Regions from separate parts of the Mus musculus genome. Here region 1 is linked to region 2. The links are chromatin contacts, called in public HiChIP or PLAC-seq maps. All regions are on one chromosome and are shown on one strand. The core of a region is the stretch at or near the end of the contact, and the rest is flanking DNA. Distances in the headings are between cores, read along the strand shown.

Region 1 (3,006 bases), core at 183-2,682, 270 kb before region 2:
AGGGGGCGAGGGGGAGAGAAGGAGGGAATGGAGGAAGGGAAGGGAGGAAGGAAGGAAGGATGCCGGGTATTAAGTGAGAACCTGGAGATGACAATGGTGGACAGTGATATGGTCAGACCGTGCGAGCCTCATCAGCCTGGCAAGCTCTGTGGCCTCAGAGCTGTGAAGATCTACTCCCAAGTAAGGAAGTTTCCGAATGTGAAGGACGTGGCCCCGGGCTGGGGGACAGTGCTGAGGACTCTGTTAGTCTGTAGGACACAATGAATGAGGTCATTCAAAGGTGCACTTCAGTTCATGGGAGCTTATGTCACATCATGTTTTCTCAGTCATAAGACAGGAAGCAGGGCTCGGCTCGGCTCATGTGACGACTTTGGAGCAAGGCAAAGGGGTCCTGATGAAAGACCCTTGGACTCCTCACTTGTCCTGGTGTGAAGGGGCCTAGGAAGTTGTTGTGAGAGTTGTGCCACTGGGATGAGTGCTGCTGATGGGAGTGGTGAGGATGATGTTAGTGGTGACCATCGTGGTGATGATGATGATGATGGTGGTGGTGGTGATGCTGCTGCTGGGGTATTGGGTAGCAGTGGTGGTGATAGTGATGATGATGGTAGTGATATGATAAAGGTGGTGGATGACAATTATGGTGATAGTAGTGGTAGGGAAACACTGGTGACAAAGATGATAGTGGTTGTGAACTTAACCCTAATTCTATTTTTGTACCCTTCCTATGCCACAAGACACTATGCTAAAGTCTTTCATGATAACAATCCTCTTGAGCCTTCATTATGCTCCTGGGAGATCCGCAGGTCATAGCCCTTCTTTGACAACAGTAGGAGAGCAAGGGGATTATGCGGTGAGACTGCTGGTGATGGGCACATTGATGACCCCTCAGCACTGAGGTGTGTAGGCTCCTGGGACATTGGTTTCCTGATCTTTGGGTGACATCCTTTTCATGCCTTCTCCTCCTTGGCCTTCCCTTTCTTTAAATTGCTCTGTTTGAAATGTTTCCTGTTCCATTGTTCCAGCTGGCCAGTGATGATATAGATTCCGTACCAGCTAAGGGCATCACTACTATCGTCTGCCAGAGTGAGTTCTGATGGACCAGCTGAGAGTGAAGGAGGCCAGAGGGGCCCTGGAAACCACTGCGTGCTGGAAGCTCTGTCTCTCTGCCACAGAGCTACTTCATCCCCTCACTAATGATCCAAGTTTGGACGTACAAACTTCACAGGCTAGCTGTCCACTTAGGGTGATTATGTAAGGACGACTATTTTCACAGAAAATCAAAAGTTTAGTTCCAGGCTGGAGATCATCAAAACTAAAAGCAACAAGTTGCAGTAAAACTGCTTCTCTGAAAGGCAGAACTGTGTTCATAGTTGCCATCCAATCTTGTGGGACCTGGCTCCAAGGCCTCACATCCCCAGTCCAGTGTATAAGAGGAAGTGAGCTGTGGCACTGGCTTCCACCCCTCGCTGTCTCCCCATGTTCCTCCTGGGCTTCGTGGGCTCTTCCCACACCCAAGGGGTGAGGGTTGCTTGCTTTCAGCTAAATGCCATCATTCTTGTCCCCATGTCAGGGATTGGTTTAATCATATGCATGTGTATGGGTTTGCCTAGGATCGGTATAAAGGGGATTGTTGTTGTTTTTAACACTCTCCTCCTCCTCCTCCTCCTCCTCCTCCTCCTCCTCCTCCTCCTCCTCCTCCTCCTCCTCCTCCTCCTCCTCCTTCCCCCCTCCTTCTCCTCCTTTATTTCGTTGTTTTGTTTTGTTTAGTTTGTTTCTGTTTTCGGTTTCTTTATTTTTTCAAGACAGGGTTTCTCAGTGTAGCCCTGGCTGTTTTTGAACTTGCTCAGTAGACCAGGTTTGTCTTAAACTCAGAAATGTACCTGCCTCTTCCTCCAAGTGCTGGGATAAAGGTGGGCACAACCACCACCTATAACATTTTTCTAATACGAAGGAAGGAAGGGAGGAAGAGAGGGAGGGAGGGAGAGAGGGAAGGAGGAAGGAAGTCAGTTAGTCATTTTCGCAACAACCTGGAGCTATTTCAGAAATCTGACCTACATGATAGGGGTCTGTCAACACTGGAGGAAGGCCAAGTGGAAAGCTGGGATGAGCCTATGTCATCCTGCTCCAAATGTCACCAGAGAGCGGTGAAATCAACAGACTGTGGAGCAGCCCAGCCTTCGAGCTCCTTGTTGTGGGGCATAACACACATTTGTGGTTCAAACTAACTGTAGCTGGGGCTGTTACCTGTTCCCGGAAAGGTTCTCCTTTACCTCTAAGGCCACTAAATAGATCCCCGTATCCTTCTCACACACGCCACCTTGTGATTCAGTCTGTTTTCTTTTCCAAGAAGGAAAACAAGGTTCAGTAGGGGGGAGATGGCAGGGCCAGAGCCTCCGTTCTGCTGCACGGCTCCTGCCCCAGCCCCTCTGCTCAAGCCCCTTTATACAGTGCTGAAGAGAACTGCTAAACAAACCTTGCTTCTAAGAAATGCTTATTTTCTCATCCACCTATTCCTTCCCAGAGCTACAGGCTAGGATGAGATAGAGGACCATGGCCCTCCATCATTTTCAAACTGTAGTCTGCCCCGCCCATATGCCCTTGGGACGAAGCCTGGAAAGGGGGCAGGGCACTGCCTTCCCAGCACATAATTACCGTGCCTGCCAGCCACAGTGCTGCCAGCTGTTCTTGGCCACCCAGCAACTGTGCTCCCAGCTGCAGCTGATGTGGAAGACCAGAAGGGGATGAGTTCAAAAGGGGCCTCTCCCTTTGGAAATGTGGGCAGTCGCCAGTACCCACATTGCAGGCAATGGAGGCTATGTGAATCCTGATTTCCTAGCCTACTTTTGGTAGGAAACCAAACCTGTGTACATTCAATTTTTTTCTGGCTCATGCTTGGAACCTTGCAGTGTTTCCTGTGGCTAAACATCCAAACAGCAGCAGGGTCAGGGGGACTGTGTTGAAATTTGCCCAACCCCAAAGTTAAGCGAGGAGAGTCAGAGTAAGAAA
Region 2 (2,973 bases), core at 240-2,739:
CACCTGACTATTGACCAGGCACTTGGTTCTCTGAGTGATAACAAAATAAAATTCAGCTCCATTTTGACCCCCACCCCAACCTGTTTCTGTGACTGTCACAGCTGCTCAGTTGCCTGTGACATAAACTAGGGGTCATTCTTGATTCTGCTGTGTCTAATTGGACACCAATTGTTTTCCTCTCTCCTCTCCTTTATTGCTATTCTATTTCAGGCCCTTGTCATTTCCTGCCTGGCTGTCATAGTGACCTTTGAGAAGAAATGCTTTTCTAATAAGAAAAAGTTAATATATTCCCATAATGTGATATGCTAGAAACACAGGAAAATCTAGATTGAACCTGTCTTTGTAACTTTGAGATAAAAATCATTGCTAATGCTGTAGCCTCTCTTCAAGTATAATTTTACATATAATTGAGATAATTCTGTAAGTGCATTTATTTTCTTTTCTCTGTTTTGTTCTCCATAGTATTGTGTGTGTGTGTGTGTGTGTGTGTGTGTGTGAGAGAGAGAGAGAGATGTGCACACACACATACACAGTGTGCACAGTGTGTATATGTATCTGTTTGAAAAGTTGTTTTTTTTTTTTTTTTTTTTTTTTTTTGGTTTCTGGAAGTACTGGATATCCAGCCGAGGACCTTGTCCACTGAGCTGCAGCCTTAGCCTGACAATTCTAAATAACAGGAATTTTTTTTTAATTTATTCAATTTTGAGGTAGGATCACTATGTAGATGGTCTGAAACTTGCTATGTAGATCAGGATTATCTTGAACTCACAGAGCTCTGCCTACCTGTAAAAAAGCTTTAAGTATAATCATATAGTAGCTTAGCATGGCGGTACAAGACGGTATCCCAGCAGGAGGATTGCTGTGAGCTCAAGTTCAATGAAACAATAAGCAAACAGACCAGCATTCCTGCAGTCCCAGCACTTGGGAGGCAAGAAGAGTGCTGTGAGTTTCTGTCAGCAGTTTCTGTACCTTGTCCAGGCTAGCCTTCTATACAGGTGATATATTGTCGTAAAAACAAGATACAGACAACAAACCAACCAAACGTTTGAAAAAAGAAAAGTCATAAATAATAACAAATATAAACACAGTGTTTCTCATAGCTCCCCAATTTTTGTTTTATGGTGGAATTTCTGGGGATCCAGTGATGCCTGCCTCCCATCCCCAGGTATTGTGATGTGACCTGGACATGAGGATTCTATTGAAATTACTTAGGCTATTCCACTGTACAGGAGAGTTTGGGAGCCACTGATGTGCCCATATGTATCTTCAGACAGTAGTGTCTGTGGCTGGATGATATCTGTCTGAGTTTTGGGTCCTGCTGATATGTTTACTCTTTCTTTATTAATGTTATTTATCATTGAAAACTTGGGTTTGAGTTCCTGATGATACCAATCTCTTAGGACCTTTTCAGAACTGGGTGTGAGGCAGAGCAGGGAAGAGGGAAGAGATGCTCTCATGAGTCTCACTTCCTCCTAGTTTCTGAAATCCTTAGAAATCTCTCATACTTCTCTTTATAAAACAACGAAACGCCTTGATAACACAGCGCTACCTCTGTGCTGCTCTGTGACTCGGTCAACTGTTTCCTCCAGAATCAGCTGAACTCAGAAGGTCATCGTGGCCTGAATCTTCATAAATGGCAGAAGATGATCCAGTTCTCATTTGAATATTTGAATATGTTTAGTATTTTCAGATGAAGTCAGAATAAGGGCAGTGTTTTTTAAAGTTCATTCTTTTATATTGTTTGTCATTTGAAATTTTAAAAGGTTAAGGAATTAGTAACACTGCCCTTTTCAAGACTTAAACATCTTTGATTGTAATGCTTAAAATGGAACTAGTTAGTGAAGACTAGTAACTAAAAAAATTCCTTTACTAGTTGAGGGAAATCAAGCTGGGTGTGATGGTGCACACATGGAATCTCAGGACTGGAGGCTGAAGTAAGAAAGTCTCCACTGGCTTGAGGGCATCCTGATGTATATACTGTGAGAGTGACTGTGTCCCCAAAATGAATGAATGAATGAGCATGAATTAGGACAGCCTATTATGTGGACAGAGCTATCTATGGCACTGTGGTTGTTAAAATGCTGAGTACATCAGCATCTGTTGCTTTGTTGAGTTTCTAATTTTGAAAAAGATGTAATCTGCCTTTTTGTACCCGTTTTCCCTCCCAGTGGCAGCATGGAGCCTGCGTTTCACAGAGGGGATCTCCTTTTCCTCACGAACCGAGTTGAAGATCCTATACGCGTGGGGGAGATCGTTGTTTTCAGGATAGAAGGAAGAGAGATTCCTATAGTGCACCGAGTCCTGAAGATCCATGAAAAGTACATGCCAGCTTCTCATCTATGGCTTTGTACATTCTTGCTTTAGAGTTTGAAGTGTTTAATTTTGATACATAAAAATTGTTGAAAAGGGGGGTGGGAGATGGCTGAGCAGTTAAGAGTACTTGCTCTTGCAGAAGACCCAAGTTCGGCTCCCAGCACCTACGTGATGGCTTTCAACCGTCAGTTTCAGGTGTTCTGATGCCTTCTTCAAGCACACATACACGTGGGCAAAATTCTCATATACATAAAAACATTCTTAAAAAACTAAAGAGGGCTGTAGATGTAGCTCAGCTGGTCAGATGAAGCCCTGGGTCAGAGCCCAGGCCTTGCTACAAGTGTAATCCTAGTACTTGGGAGATAGAAACAGACAAGGTCAGGGTCATTGTTGGCTTACATAGCAAGTTGAAGGCTAGCCTGTGCTAATGAGGCTCTTCTCTAATAATAAAACATTGTAGAGAGTAAGGAATCTTTGATCTTTACTTCTCATCCAGTTTTATGAATGTCTGAAAGTTTGGTGAATATTTGGAAAACTCTGGATAGGGATTTATCTATTTCTCTGAATATTTTTCCAGAGATTTTTCTTGTTCTTTTCTAATTCTTTTATCAGTCTGTGTATTTCTCTCAAAAATCATGTTATAAAGCTGGGCAGTGGTGG

What was found. HiChIP or PLAC-seq counts read pairs in DNA pulled down with a chosen protein or histone mark.
Region 1: a contact with region 2 is called in an H3K4me3 HiChIP or PLAC-seq map of bone marrow-derived macrophages, with 4 times the contacts expected there. The contact joins two enhancer-like sites. A contact is called at or near these places in 2 of 115 datasets of contacts at active chromatin or transcription factors (bone marrow-derived macrophages and embryonic stem cells) and 2 of 9 other capture datasets (liver and pancreatic islet).

The regions. Positions count from the first base shown.
Region 1 is chr7:81,198,392-81,201,397 of GRCm38.p6, reverse strand. No RefSeq gene overlaps it. Among named protein-coding and RNA genes, the nearest start is that of Gm44968, 6.3 kb to the left of the region's middle. Within about 2 kb of position 1,432, at least 50 of the 459 cell types and tissues checked have an H3K27ac peak or open chromatin away from gene starts, as enhancers often do. A contact at or near this core is called in bone marrow-derived macrophages, where this site is marked.
Region 2 is chr7:80,927,082-80,930,054 of GRCm38.p6, reverse strand. Sec11a (SEC11 homolog A, signal peptidase complex subunit) reads left to right here. Exons shown (of 6, transcript NM_019951.1): 3 at 2,169-2,318. The region is part of intron 2 of Gm51451 (a long non-coding RNA gene); the gene reads right to left. Among named protein-coding and RNA genes, the nearest start is that of Gm51451, 18 kb to the right of the region's middle. Within about 2 kb of position 1,489, at least 3 of the 459 cell types and tissues checked have an H3K27ac peak or open chromatin away from gene starts, as enhancers often do. A contact at or near this core is called in bone marrow-derived macrophages, where this site is marked.